Linked DNA regions of Gossypium hirsutum: region 1 is linked to region 2. The links are chromatin contacts, called in public Hi-C maps. All regions are on one chromosome and are shown on one strand. The core of a region is the stretch at or near the end of the contact, and the rest is flanking DNA. Distances in the headings are between cores, read along the strand shown. Region 1 holds the start of LOC121202939 (2-dehydro-3-deoxy-D-gluconate 5-dehydrogenase). Region 2 has its middle 10 kb from the start of LOC121216478.

What was found. A called contact is a pair of places that touch in the nucleus more often than the background predicts.
Region 1: a Hi-C map of hypocotyl shows a contact between it and region 2, with 1.7 times the contacts expected there. The contact joins the promoter of LOC121202939 here to the enhancer-like site in region 2. A contact is called at or near these places in 3 of 34 Hi-C or Micro-C datasets (hypocotyl and leaf).

What each region holds. Positions count from the first base shown.
Region 1 is chrD04:15,858,813-15,865,915 of Gossypium_hirsutum_v2.1, reverse strand. It overlaps LOC121202939 (2-dehydro-3-deoxy-D-gluconate 5-dehydrogenase), which reads right to left and starts at 1,794. Exons shown (of 5, transcript XM_041092058.1): 1 at 1,536-1,794; 2 at 1,336-1,440; 3 at 936-1,144. The coding sequence starts at 1,427. LOC121216089 reads left to right here and starts at 5,525. Exons shown (of 4, transcript XM_041091387.1): 1 at 5,525-5,627; 2 at 5,835-6,232; 3 at 6,332-6,440; 4 at 6,828-7,103. The coding sequence starts at 5,525. LOC121216392 (a long non-coding RNA gene) reads left to right here and starts at 3,486. Exons shown (of 2, transcript XR_005912581.1): 1 at 3,486-3,527; 2 at 4,493-4,628.
Region 2 is chrD04:15,752,692-15,760,177 of Gossypium_hirsutum_v2.1, reverse strand. No RefSeq gene overlaps it. Among protein-coding and RNA genes, the nearest start is that of LOC121216478, 10 kb to the left of the region's middle. Within about 2 kb of position 1,942, at least 8 of the 9 cell types and tissues checked have an H3K27ac peak or open chromatin away from gene starts, as enhancers often do. A contact at or near this core is called in hypocotyl and leaf, where this site is marked.

The DNA of each region.
Region 1 (7,103 bases), core at 545-3,044, 110 kb before region 2:
AGATAAAATTGAATAGTTGGGTGACCATTTTGTAACTTTTCATAGTTGGTGACTAAAAAAGAAATTTACTAAATGTTTCATAGTTGGGTGACCAAAAAAGAAATTTATTAATAATTGGGTGACTACTAGTGTCATTTACCCAATTTTTATACCATTTTTTTTTTGTAAAAGTATCATAGCGAATCCTATACTATACTTTGGTTTGCATTTTGACCCCTCTACTAAAAAAGAACAAATTGATCATAAATGAACAAAATAGCCTCTCCATTAAAATTGCGTTGTTAAATACTTATGTTGGCACTTTATATATAAGACATAATAACAAATTTAATTGTCAGCTTTACACATTTATTCATTTTAGCACTACTCTTCTATTTTAACCATCTACCTTTTATTTTTTACTTACACGACCAAAAATTCTAAAAAATCATAAAAAAAAATTTAAAAACCACAAATAAAAAGCATAATTCCAAAATTATAAAAAAAATTCTAAATTTTAAAATTTTAAAAAATAAAAAATAAAAAATTCTAAAATTTTAAAAGAGTACATGTTTTTATTTTCAATTTTTATAAAATATTCTACTTTTAGAAAAATTAGAAATGCAAAAAAAAAATTCTTTTAAAAAAATCAAACACATTTAAAAAGTTAAACATAAATAAAAATTAGTAGACAGTTTAACAGATGAACTATTTCGCTGCTTCATTTAAGGTATAATGATCATTTTGCATAATTTTTGGTAAAGAGGCTAAAATGAAATTTAAAGAAAAATATAGGGACCGGTATAGTAATTTTAGCGTGGTGGTTCACTGTTGAAAACTCAAAGCGTCAGGATAATATAAATATGAACATTTTATATGCCACGTCAACTATGAATTGCAAAAAATATCAGCAGAGATGATATTGATAGCAAATCCAAATAGAAATAGATACCCACCTTCGTAAGCATGACAATTGACAAGAGCATCCAAGTGTCCAAAAGCTCTCCATGCTTTATCCACTGCATCATTAAAAGCTCCTTCTCTTTCATCATCCATGTCCAAGCCAACCACCGCTACTGGCTCTGGGACCACCACATTCATAATTGAATCCATTATTTTCTGTTTGGCACTCCTCAAGGAGCACTCATTCCCCATTAATACCAACCTAATCAAAACCAACTTTTGCTTCATTTCATGAACAATCAAAACCAACTGTATACCTAATCACATGGATATTGGATTGAATCAAGAAACAACAGTAAATCAAGAATTGGAAAATGTTCTATTTTGATCATAAATGAAAGAACCCCAAGTATATGCAAAACATCAACTCATCTAAACTAGGAAACTTATAACCTGCAACCACGTTTGGCTAAATGCAAAGCAATGTTCACTGAAATTTCATCTCCATCTGAAGTGATCAACACGTTCTTTGCTAGATTCTCCATTCTCAATACACAACTGCTGATCACCCAGAAAACATCAAGAAACAACAAAATCAAACAGAACCCAGAAAGTAAATCCAAAGCTACAAAACAACAAAAAAGGTTCGTTACCTATATATATATATATAACGCTGCTGATGAAATGAATCAAGGTAGTGGGTTGGAGAGATTTTTGAAGGTAGCCTAGATGATTGTGCTTTTATGGTTTTTAATTGGTGTTTATTGGTAACTGGTAGCAAAAATGGAAACAAAAATCTGCGAGGCACAAACAAAAGGTCTATTCCTTTGCGCTTCCGTGAATGCCTTCATCTGCTTTAGATAACTTTCCTGAAAAGTGTTTTTTTCTTTTGTTTTGAAAAAGATAAAAGAGTTTTTATTTTTGTCAATATATTATACATTTTAAAATAAATTTATTTGTTTTAGTAAATAATGAAGAATTTTAAAATTTAAAGCTATTCCAAATTCAGCTTATTTTTAAATTTTCTTAAAATTTTACATTTTTAATTTACCTTCTCTCACTATAAAATACAAAAGATAAATTTTTATTTTAATTTATATTGTTATATTTTATATTATTAATAAATATTAATTTATTTTATAAATATAATATAATCATGTGAAGGAGAATAGAGATAACAAAATTTGAATATGTATAATTTAAGTTTCGGTAAAAACTCTAACAATTATTACGAATAAATTTAGGCTATTTTAGATCCCATTAATTTTCTTTATAATTATTTTTATTTCATGAAATTCCCAATAGCCTATTTTCTAGAAAAATAAAATTATTCATACAAAATCAATGCATATAGTAGCATAAAAATAATAGAACACCTGATTAGACTATTGATATTGATTCTCAATTCACACTACAACAAAAAAAAATTAGAAAGTTCATAAAAATATAAAAAGCAAAAAAAAAAGAGAGTAAATAATAATTTTATAAATTATATAATAATATTTAAACTAATTTCTCAAATGATTTTGTTTTGAAAACAAAAGACAAAACCTTATGATGAACGGCTAAAATGGGGCACTGTAACGCCCTAAAAATATAGGGTCTTTAAATTTTTGATGTTTGACACAATTATGTGTTTGCTTCTGTGGTTGAGTGATTTGGGTGTGTTTGGGAATGTGTGAAAAGTCTTGGGATTAAATTTAGGCTCTAGCAAAATTTTGGTTTTTCTCTTAAGTGAACCTTGATTTTGACCTGAAGGCCTTAAGAATAATTGTAGAGGAAAAAAGACATAAGAAAGCTTGTGGCCCTGTAGTAGTGGTGTGTTCTATCTTCTTTTCTCTTAAGTGTCGAAATATTAACTGACCACTTGTGCATTTTTTATTTTCTTTCTCATTGCTTGCAATTGACCATTTCCTTATTTCACTTTTGTACCAACATCTGCCGAAGCCTCCACCCTTCTTTCTTTTTCTCTAAAGGTTGAACCTTTCCTTTCTCTCTCTTTTGTCTTCTGTTCATCTCCTATTCTAGGCTAGTCGAATATCACTACTGTTAAGCCATCTTTGCGTCGATCTTTTGCAAAGATTCTAATAAGTCGGTAAGTGGTTGTGTTCACTCTTTTCACTCAAACTTGGTTCCTTTAGACCTTTCTAAAAGCCAAATACTTATTTCTCCTCTTGACTCTCTTGTTACCGATTGTATTCTTCGGGTTCTAGAATTCCGTAAGGAGTGAAGGAGTACTCAATAAATACTGAAGCATTTCTAAACGTTTCTATTGTTTTTCATCTGAAGGTAACCCTGTTGCTATTATTGTGCTCAATCTAGAGTGTGTTCGTTGTATACTTTGTGGCCGAATGCTACTTTTTTTTACCTAGGAGTTTTGTGTGTATGATCAACCTTTGGGTTTAGACAATCGTGTCTAATAAGATTGCACTTGTAACGCAGATAGTCGGCAAGCAACGGGTAATCAATCCTAACCAGCGATCTAAGTGGGCTAAGCCACATTTGTCGATCAAGGCAAGTATTAAATCATTTTGGATAGTAGTATTGAAAGGAGTTATCTAAATCCTATTGATTAAATGACTGATGGTGTATCTTGGTTGTTTAGGTTTGGAGTTCTCGTGGATCTTAGCATATTTTCGCAATAGGTGCGTAACCACATTATCTCCGCTAAGAATCGGCAAAAGCTGAAAGTCGAAACTTCGGCATCTGAGGACTTACGAGCGTGCGATCGCTTGTATGGAGAAACCACTGCGAGTGTTCTCGTACACTTGGGCCGTTATGAGCCTTGTTGGGCCAAAATAGGCCGTGTGGGCCTAATGGGCTCGTGGGCCCCACACAGATAAAAGTTATGAAAAGTAGCAAAAAATGTATTGGGCTACGTAGGTCACATAATCGAGATTGAATTTGGGCCAAACGGGCCACACGAGCGTGTGGCCCAATTGGATCGAATAGTGGGCTTTGAACCCAATTACGTGGCTTCGACCAAATGAATCATCTATGTTACTCTAGGCAACTGTAGACCTTCAAAAAGGTCGTTAAAATTACTGAAATACCCTTAATAGGTAAAATTACCAAAATACCCTCGATGGGTAAAATTACCATAATACTTCCGTTAGGGTAAAATGACTGCTAGGGTTCTATGATATATAGATATGATGGTTACTGAGTAAGAAATTCTGCATACACGAATAATTTATGACATGACATACTGCATGGTGTTGGGATTTTATTGTGGAGGAAGTACTGTTTCTGGTGGCTCTGCCACAATTATTGTTACTGGTGGCTTTGCCACAGATACTGTACTAGCAGCTCTGCTGTATTATTATTACTGGAAGCTATGCTGCAATATTGGTGTGTGGCCTGGGTGGGTCGACTTAGTCCCCACATGGTGTGTTGGGTTGGTATGGGTAGTGTGCTGGCTGGATTGGGGTGGGTTCACATACTTGCATCATACTGATACTGTATCAAGCTTAGACCCACACTGTTTCTATATTGGGCTAAGTCCCACACTGTACTAATACTGAATAGGGCTCAGGCCTAGACTGTTACTGCGTGTTAAGGGATTACACACTAAGTTCTTGTAACTCATCCTTTTCTTTTGACCATGCAGGTAATCCCCAACCTTAGATGATTTGGAGACACGTGGGACTCGCAGGTGGCCACACATTCGCTAATATTTTATTCTAGACCAGTTATTTAAATTTTTACTTTGGGTGATTTTTATGTAATAAGGCTTTTGGCATTTTAATTTTCGGTTAATTGGGTTATAATTGCTTATTTTGAACTGTTTAATTGATACAAATAAGATTTCACAACAAAAAATAGTTTTTCAAGGCAAACACGTATTTTTTTTCAACCACAAGATATCTGTATATGGAATAGCTTCCACGAATTTTAAACCTGCAATAACAAACTGTTTTACCGTGTGATGTTTTTTTTAAACTTACCAAATGGTGCTAAGAAGTAAGAAATAAATGGATTTTTATTGAACGAATTTCCCCATCAAACTTTGGTTTCGTAAAACACTTCTATGTGACATGTCAGATTCGATCGTAACGTCTTGACCAGGTTTGAGGTATTACATTTAGTGGTATCAGAACCAGGTTACAAAACTCGACTGTGGAATGAGTTTGAAAATATGTGGAATTTTTGAAAAATAGTTTTGAATTATTTATGAAGGTTGCAAGTATGGCACACCGAGTCTCCAGCACCGAATTTGTAAGTTTCTATGTATTGTAAACTGCTTAAACTGAAAAATATTGAGGGTTTACTATAAATAGTAGGACCGTACTGAAACTCTTAAGTTAGAGTGAAACTGAAACTATAGGAGACTGTAAACTGTAGTGAAACCTCAATCCGCAGAAACAAACCCCTAATAACTATTTTTCATAATACATTTGCTAATAATTATTGAAATTATAAGCTGATACATAAGACTTTTTAATCAAATAGAGCGCATATCGAAATGAGCACAATAGGTACTCGCGAAAGGGGTACACGTGGCCGTGGTAAAGGCCGAGAAAGTGCTCAGGCCAGATCATGGGCATCGGGCCATATGGTTGCTGAGGAAACACCAGCCTCACCAGTAATTGGGATGGGGTCTTTTGATCGAGCAGCTGGGGATGATGCTCTATCCTAAGTGATGCTCCGCATTCTAGAAAGGGTTGTTGGAGCTAGTACTGGAATAGTGGGCCGAGGGTCAATTTTAGAACGACTCCAGTCTAATGGAACGGAACTCTTTAAAGGTATTGCTGGAGTAGCCCTAAATGTGGTGGACTACTGGTTAGAGGCAACCGAATGAATAATGGACGACATTGATTGTACCGTGGAGCAAAAATTAAAGGGGGCAGTGTCCTTACTGCGAGATGAGGCCTACCAATAACGACATTTCAAGGAAAGTACGTGGAAGACCGATCGTGTGATATGGGATTTCTTTAATGTGGCATTTCAAGGAAAGTACGTGGGAGTAAGTTATGTGGACACCCGCCAAAAGGAATTTTTGAACCTGACCCAAGGAAGTAAGACAGTGACAGAATATAAGGTAGAATTCTTGCGATTGAGTCGGTATGCCCGAGGGATAGTAGCAACTGAGTATGAACGTTGTGTTCATTTTGAGGATGATCTTCGAGACGAATTAAGGGTATTGATAGCTCTGCAGAAGGAGCGATATTTTGCTGCTCTTATAGAAAAGGCAAAGATTGTTGAGGAAGTGAAGTGCTCGGAGCGCCAGAATCGTAAGAAAGATAAGGGCAAAAATAAGAGGGATTTTGGGCCCTCAAGTTCTTCTGGGAGGTCTGTTAAGAAGGCCAAGTTTGATGGGCCGTTTCGGACTAAAGTTCTTGTTGCTATTGTTAGGCCCTAGCCTTGTGCTGATTGTGAGAGATCTCACCAGGGTGAGTGCTGGAAGAGGACTAGAGCATGCTTTAGATGTGGGTCCATGGATCATCAGGTTAAAGATTGTCCTCAGAGGCAAGTTCATATACAAGCTGCAGGACCGAATCTTGTTCAACCAGTGAGAGGTGGTCAACAGCCACCGAGAGGTTGTGGGCAGGTTAGAGGTTGAAACGGTATAGGACGAGGTCGTGGAGCCCTAGGCAGAGGTACTGGTAACGCTGTAACGAGACAACCAGCTTTGGTATATGCTATCCATCGCCGAGAGGATGGTGACGCTCCTGACGTCATAACCGGTACATTTTTAATTCGTAATGTACCCTACACTGCGTTAATTGATATTAGGTCTACACATTCGTACGTTGCATGCACTGTGTCGGGAACTTTGGGTATTCAGTTTGAAAATATTGTTAGTGGGATAATTGTGATAAGTCCACTAGGATAGTCAATAAGGATAAATAAGTTATTCAGAGATGTGCCCCTTGAGGTTTAAGGAGTAATTTTTCTAGCGGAATTGATGGAACTGCCGTTTGGTGAATTTTACCTTATTTTAGGCATGGATTGGCTAGTGAAACACCAAGCTAGGTTGGACTGTGTTGCTAAGCGCATGGTATTGAAGACCATTGAGGATGATGAGGTGGTTGTAATTGGGGAGCGAAATGACTTTCTGTCTAATGTGATCTCTGTTTTAAGGGCCGAAAAACTGGTTCGTAAGGGTTGTGAGGCGTTTCTAGCTTATATTAATATATCTGAAGCTGAAGGTCCTTCTGTTGGAGATGTTAGAACTGTTAAGGAGTTTTTCGATGTTTTTCCTGATGAGCTCCCTGTGT
Region 2 (7,486 bases), core at 693-3,192:
TAAAAAGTCAGAGATTAAACAAAGGGGCGAGCTATAAAGCTTAGTGTGCAACAAACTCAAATAAAACAACCAAAAATTAACAGAATCACAGAGAATTTTATAACAATCATGTGAGCAAACTGAGAATGCTTGCTTATGCCAATGCAATATTTTTCAGAAAACCTAATGCATATTTTATTCAAAAAATATCCTACCCAACTCCGCTACACACCAAATAGAGTTCCCTAGACTCATCCATCCCATCACACCAACAGAATAGTTGTGGTCAATGTCACTAGAGGTTGTAGTTAAAAACTGCCAAATTGGATATATGTGGACAAGTCACTATATTGCAATCAAGCCACCATAAATGCAGACAAGCTGTCAGACAGAAATGTGGATAAACCACCAGCTAATGCAGATCATTAAATTGCCAGAACTTCCTCCATATCATAATATCCCAACCCCATGCAATGTGACATGTCATGCATAAACTAAAACAGAATGATAAGCATGTTGAACATGCATTCATATTCTTGACAGAAAGATATTTACAGATACCTTGTTTTCAAGTCTTATTTAAGCGGTATGGACCCTATGGAGAGGCTAATTATGATTCACGGATCAAATCAGGTCAAAATGGAAATTTTTAAAAATGGGCCCATATGGTCGTGTGGCCCACACGGCCTAGCACACGGTCTCATACACGCCTGTGTGGCTTACATGGCCCAAATAGCTTAGACCATGTGACTCATATGACCCGTTACACGACTGTTTGGCATCAACAATCCCAATTTCGACTTTCGTCGATCACTATTTTCTCGAGTTTTCGTTACACACCTAGTCGTTTTCCAATGCTAACACCTTGGCAAAGATGCCAAAACCTAAAACAGATATTTAAAAAGAACATTTTAGGAACAAAACACTAAATCAAATCTACTAATTTGGCACAACCCCCTAACTTTAGGCCTTAATAAACTGGAAATAAGCCTTTCGAGCATTTAATTACTCACCCAAAATGGTAGGGGCATTCTTAATAATCCCTTAATTGTTCGGAAGACTATTAGTTAAAGAAACATCACCTAAACCAAAGGTTTCAAAGAAAAAAATCGTGTTACACAAAGAAAATAGCAAACTTACTCCATAATCGCAAAAACTCCACAACAAGCAGACGAATCTAACCCTAAAATACTTACCTCGCACAATTCTCATGAACTAATTAGCAAGAGGGTGAAAAAAATTGAAAGTAATAAGGAAAAAAGGTAGAAAATCCAAGGGAATAAAAGAACAAACAGAAAGAAGAGACGATATAAGAAAAGACAAGAAAGCTGAAAGGGGAAAATGTGAAAGAGATAAAAAATAAAAGAAAAGACAAAGAATAATAATAGGGTGAAGGAAACGTGGGGCAAAACAAACAATTTGTTTTTGGGAATGGAAAATTCAAAAATTAAATAAAATAATAATAGATGAAAATAACTAACCAACAAATTTTATTCAGTTTTTCCCAAAGTTTGAATTTAACTCAATAACTGACATAAGGCAGCGGCAGCGTAATGTCAGGAACTAAAAATTTAATTTTGTTTTACTTATGCAAGAATTTAATCACAAGACTTAAAGGTAAACTAAAGTCTTACCACTGAACCAACAAGTTCATTCTTTTTGTCATTTGCGCAAAAATAAAACATAAGCTGGATGCTTAAGGTTCAAGGGTAAGACAAAAATAACTAAAATTTTAAAGAAAATGAATCAAACCTAGAATCTCACACCCAAACACAACTCAATATCTTCTAACCCTGTTTTTGGGTATGACAAATATTCTCCCCAAACCGTATCACATGGTTTTTCTCCTTGCCTAGGCTAGTTTCGACAGCTATGGTTCCAAATTGGTAAAGACATTACCAATTGTAGATGTATGAGCTCCTATCGGTGATCCATCATCAAATCCCACATTCTCTTGGACTACAGATGGGTTGGCCCTATTAATATTCATAGGCATAAGGACCATAACAGGTTTATTTGGCCCACTAAATAATACCCCTTTCCCTTTGGCCCGATCTCCTAGTTTCTTGCTTAACCCATCTGACTTTCCCTTAAAAGCGAAACATGCGTTCACACTAGTGACGTTACTATCTTTTTGCATTAAAACTTGAGATATTTTTTTCGTGATCGGCGACTTCATCAATTGCTCCCTGATTTTGGGTTCTAACTAAAACTGAAAATCTTGACCCTCATGAAATTTCGGCATCTAATCATGTGTTTTGCTCTCTTCCATTACGAGCTTTTCGTCTTTGCTTCCTTCCCACAAGCATCCAAGACCCAAACTTCTCTACTCTGCAGTTCAACTCCGCCGTATCAAAATTCTTCCGTGAATCATCTTCTCTTCCCTTATCACGGCCCCCTAACGACGGACAAACGTCTTGGACATGATCGTATCTACCACAATCAAAGCAAACGTTTGGTAAAGCCTCATATTCCACTCTTTGGAGAGTGCCATCAATTCTGATCTTTGGCTTCAACCGAACTTCCCGATTCACATAGATTGTCATTCTCACAAAGTGGCCCCGCGATCCATTTTCTGCGTTATAATCAATTTTCACAACTCGTCCAATCTCATCGTTCACTCAAATTTTTTTCCTTTACCCATCAGATCAATGGAATTTATGTATATGCAACCAATATGACATTGTTTCAAAATGAAATTATTGGTAGTAGTAAAGAAGAAAGAAAAAAAAAATGAATAGAAAAATTCCAAACTAATTTATACAATTATTTTAATAAGTAATATCTATAACCTTTTGCTTTTATCTTTTAAATTGCTGTCTTTTGTAGAGAAAAAAACAAAATATAAAATCAAAAGAGAAAGGGATAGTTGATATATTGCTCAAATGTGTAGATGGTATGCAAGGATAATGGTTAGGTCCATGTATATCTTATCAAAAAGAGGCATTTGGTACCGTAAGAGATTCTGGCTTTTTTGGTGCTCATCAATTGGTGGGGGCCTCTCCATTTTCTAATTATGTGCTGCAACTTTCCTTCACGTTGATGAATAACCCAGCACCAAGTTGCAGTATTGTACAACTTAATAGCAGTATTGTACAAGAGATATTAATTCGATGAAGAAATAAACTAGCTAGAGGCCTATCAACTTTCACTTGAAAGTTTGCTACTATGGGTATTTAATTTCCAATTTAGATTATCATGCCTTTGCTAAATGCTTAAAAAAAGACAATAAAAAATTACACTTTGTATGCATTGCATGCCAACCAAATAGCTATAAATATTTGATTATTTGCTTTCGAATTATTAGGCCCTTGGAATTATTTACCAAAACGAATTGCTATGTTGGTGAGAGCTTGGCATTCAAATGGGGGGAAGAAACAAAACTTTTGATAAGGATTGGAGTAGGAATGGAAAATTATTAAAAAAACAAACAAAGATCCAAGCTTATCACAATTCTTAATAGGAACATTAAGTGTTAAAAGATAATAATAAAGAAATAAAAAATTAGATGTTTTACCTTACCATTCAATCTTTGAATTCATGTGAGGTTGGTTTTGATAATTTTCTTTCCACAGTTAAGCTAAGCTTTCCAAGAGGGGAGGTCCCCTTCGTCTACATGATAGGAAGCACGTCTGACAAGCAATGCGATCCCTAACATACACATATACCCATTCTAACCATAGTTATCTTCACAGCCCAAAGGAAGTGCTCTTCTCCACAAATAAACAAAGTGCTCACATTCTATAAAATTATATTGTAGTCTGAAAATTTTTTTGGCAAATTTAATCTCTCTACTATAGTTTCAGTTTTTTCTTTTACTTTTAAATACACATTTTCAATTCGGATGTAAATTTGATAAAATAATTTAATGTAGTTGTGTTTTTTAAATGCAGTGGTTTTACATATATACATTATTTGTTTTTTGTACAAATAAAAATATTATTTACATTTTAAAAGAATTAACAGAAAATATTAGCTTTAGGACTAAAATTACATATTTTAAAAAGTAGAGAGATTAGAAAGTATCAAATTATAGTAAATGAATTAAATTTACAAAAAGAAAAGAGAGAGAGAGAAAACATAGTACAGAAATCTTTTGTAGAATTTGACCTAACAAAATTTTTTTTCCTGGATACATCTCCTAAACCTATAAACATCAAATCCTAAACATATTTAAGTGAATTTAAACTCACGACTTTTAAATTGCTGTAACAATAATAATACTAAATGAGTTTGTAGTAAGTCGACAGGCCATTCCTTAAAAAGGAAAAAGAAAAAAACAGGTAAGTAGAAGAAGTAAATAATAAATAAATATATCTATATATGCCCTCATTTCTTCAATGATCCATCCCAAAACCATCCTCAAGTTGCTTAATAATCAAGTTTGGGAGAATGATTAAAGAAAAGGGAGAAAACTAACTAAAAGGGGATTTGTATGTAATGCAATGGTATCCCCACAATGGTGACCAAGAATTGCATGGATTATATAATCATATTCATACGAATAAAGACAAAGTTTTGTGATATAGATACCATGTAAGTCATTATCATGGACATGAAGTGATTTAAGCTTAAATACAACTTATTCTGTTTTTTGTTTAAAAACAATAGATTGCATGATTTAATTAAATTAGACACTAGTTGAAATACAAGTTATTCTTCTTCTTATATAATCATTGTTGAAGTTCAATAGCGAAAAAGGGTCCCAAAAATTATGCCATGCCAACCGGAAAGTAAAAGTGAGCTTGGACCAATTACCTCAACAAAAGAATTCATATCTTGCCCCATATGAAGCAAAAGTGGTTAGATTTTGTTGACCAAAGAAAGGAAATACAGTTGTTAGATTTATGATCACTGCATGATTTGATTCAACTTGAGAAATACAAAGATGGGAGTTTTGCAGTCTAATTGGGGTGACTTGTGTAAGGATAGAACTCGTGATTGGTTTGAATTAAAGATTTAAATGGAAAATTTTCACCATATCATTATTATTTTCAAGTTGCTGTGAAATTTTAATATACCAATTACAATAACATCACTACATTTGGTTTAGCTATCGTGATCAAGTTTTAAAAGGATTAAGATATAAAGTTGGGAGTTTTCTATTCAATCATATAGGCTAAATATATTAATAAAATAATGGACACCAGATATGGAACAAATCACTTTCAAAGCAAGAAATACAAAAATATTCTTACAGTTAACTATTTAAGAAATGAAATTGGACACCATAGTCTTTTTTCTCAAGCTGTCATTGGCATCCACTAAATCTAAGAATTTAGAGACTTTAACAAGTGTGTCTTACTTTCCCTTACCTTATTAAACTTTAGAAATGCAGGGAAGCTAAACCAACCTAAGCATCCCCTCTTTCATTTTATCAAAAGAATATTTTTCAAATAATCATTCTGTTTAATTTTCTTATGTTTAAGGATCCTATGTGCTGAAAATGACATTGCGTAAAAAAAATGAAGAGGGTGTTTTAAGAAATGTGCAAATCATCGTCCTTCTTCCTACATTGATGAGTCTTCAAGTGTCAATTTCTAGAGAAATATTATATTTGATGAGGTATCACTCCATGTTTGATGTGAATTTTGAATTGTCAGAACTGAACAACACTTGACTAGGGACCCACTTATATAGTGCAGTATCACTAAATTCAACAAATGTGTTCTCTTTTTTTTTTGGCAGATTTTGACGTTTGAGGGTGGTAGTGATCCCATGATTAATTTCATTTTTTCAAAATTTTTAACTTTATTTTTTAATAATATATCAGAAGGATGACCTCAGAGGGTTAGAAACTAAGGTTACCATCCAAATAGACAATTAAGTCCTTTGCAACAACCAAAATATATTGTAAATAATATTTTAAGTTCAAATTTTGTGGATAAAGAAAATAACAATAAAAGAATTTTATGCACGTTTGAGGCCCTAACTCAACTTTGATAGTGTTTTCAGTTGCACAGTGAGTTGAAACTTACTTAATTTTGTTGGCATATCTAGATAAGAGGAAAATGATTATTTTTCTACACCCTTTTTTAAGGGATATTGAGCTACTTTTAAATCACGATTGGTGAAGATATTCAATCAAATAACGATTTCTTGAAAACTTTTAGTATGCTTCACTTGCCTTGTTTAAAGACATATGACAATAGATAGAAGAAGTTAGAGCAAAGAAGATCTATTTTATCCCATGCCATAACATGGAGTTTGAATGAGCCATAATTTTAGTGGTTTATGACAATCATACTAGTTCGAATAAGTTTTAAAATATTTATATATTGAAGACTTGTTTATTGTTTTTAGCATGCGAATTAGATAACTTGATTCCGCTCACCGTGAAAAACCTAGATGAATTCTTTTGTGTTCTAAACAAAGTGTTTTATTAATTTGATCCACTTTTTCACAAGGAAAAGAGTTAGTAGGATAGTTGAATCTAGATAATTGTATAGAAGTGAGGTTGCAATAGATTGAATGAGTTTACTTAAATCATCTCTTATATTGTGGAATCATAGTGAATTATTGTTTAGGCAAGACCACATAGATGTAGGAAAAAAAATTCCAAACCACATAACCAATATGTGTGCTCCTTTTGTTATTTTTCTACTTTTCTTAGTTGCAACTCACAAGACAATTGAATCAACAACTCAACATTAACAATTGGTATCAAAGTTAGATGTCAAACCAATTTTATTAGAGTTGTGACCCAAATTCTTATTAAAATAAAATGCAATGTGTAAGATAGGGGGATCCACGAGGGCGAAGGCCGAGGGCTGCACAAGATGAATCTATATAGAAGTTTACTTCCTCTGTTTGATATTGATTTGAATAAGGTGTTTTAACTTTACTGCATTACTTCTATTAGATGTTGATTAGAATAAGATTTTCAAAACCTATAAATAAATGCAGTTTATACTCCTTGTAATCATTTGAATTCGACATAGTGAATTTTCTTCTCCTCAACCCGTGATTTTTTTCACAAAAAGGTTTTTCATGTAAAATTTGTGTGTTTTATTTTTCTCTCTTTTCTTGCCATTATCGACATTTTAATTTTACAAATTTGGTGAAATATTGTTGTTAAATTGTTGAGACATGGAAGAAAGCTTGATCTCCAAACCCTTTATACTCAATGATTCCAACTATGCCTAGTAGAAAGCACACATAAGCATGCTTATTTAGTCCATATATGAGAAAGCGTGGATAATAGTGCTTACAGGTTGGGATCCACCTACTGTTGAAGTTAATGGTGTGAGGACAACCAATTAGAGACTACTTAGACTATTAAGAAGGATAAGGTAATCAACTTTAATTAGTTGTTTTCTTAGTTGCAACTCACAGTACAATTTAATCATCAACTCAACACTAATAATTGGTATCAATGTTAGACACCAAATTTTTTTTGTAAAGATCTTGCTATTGAATTGTTGAGATATGGAAGGAAGCTCAATCTCTAGACCCCCTATGCTTGATGACTCAAACTAAGCTTATTGGAAAGCATACATTATTATGT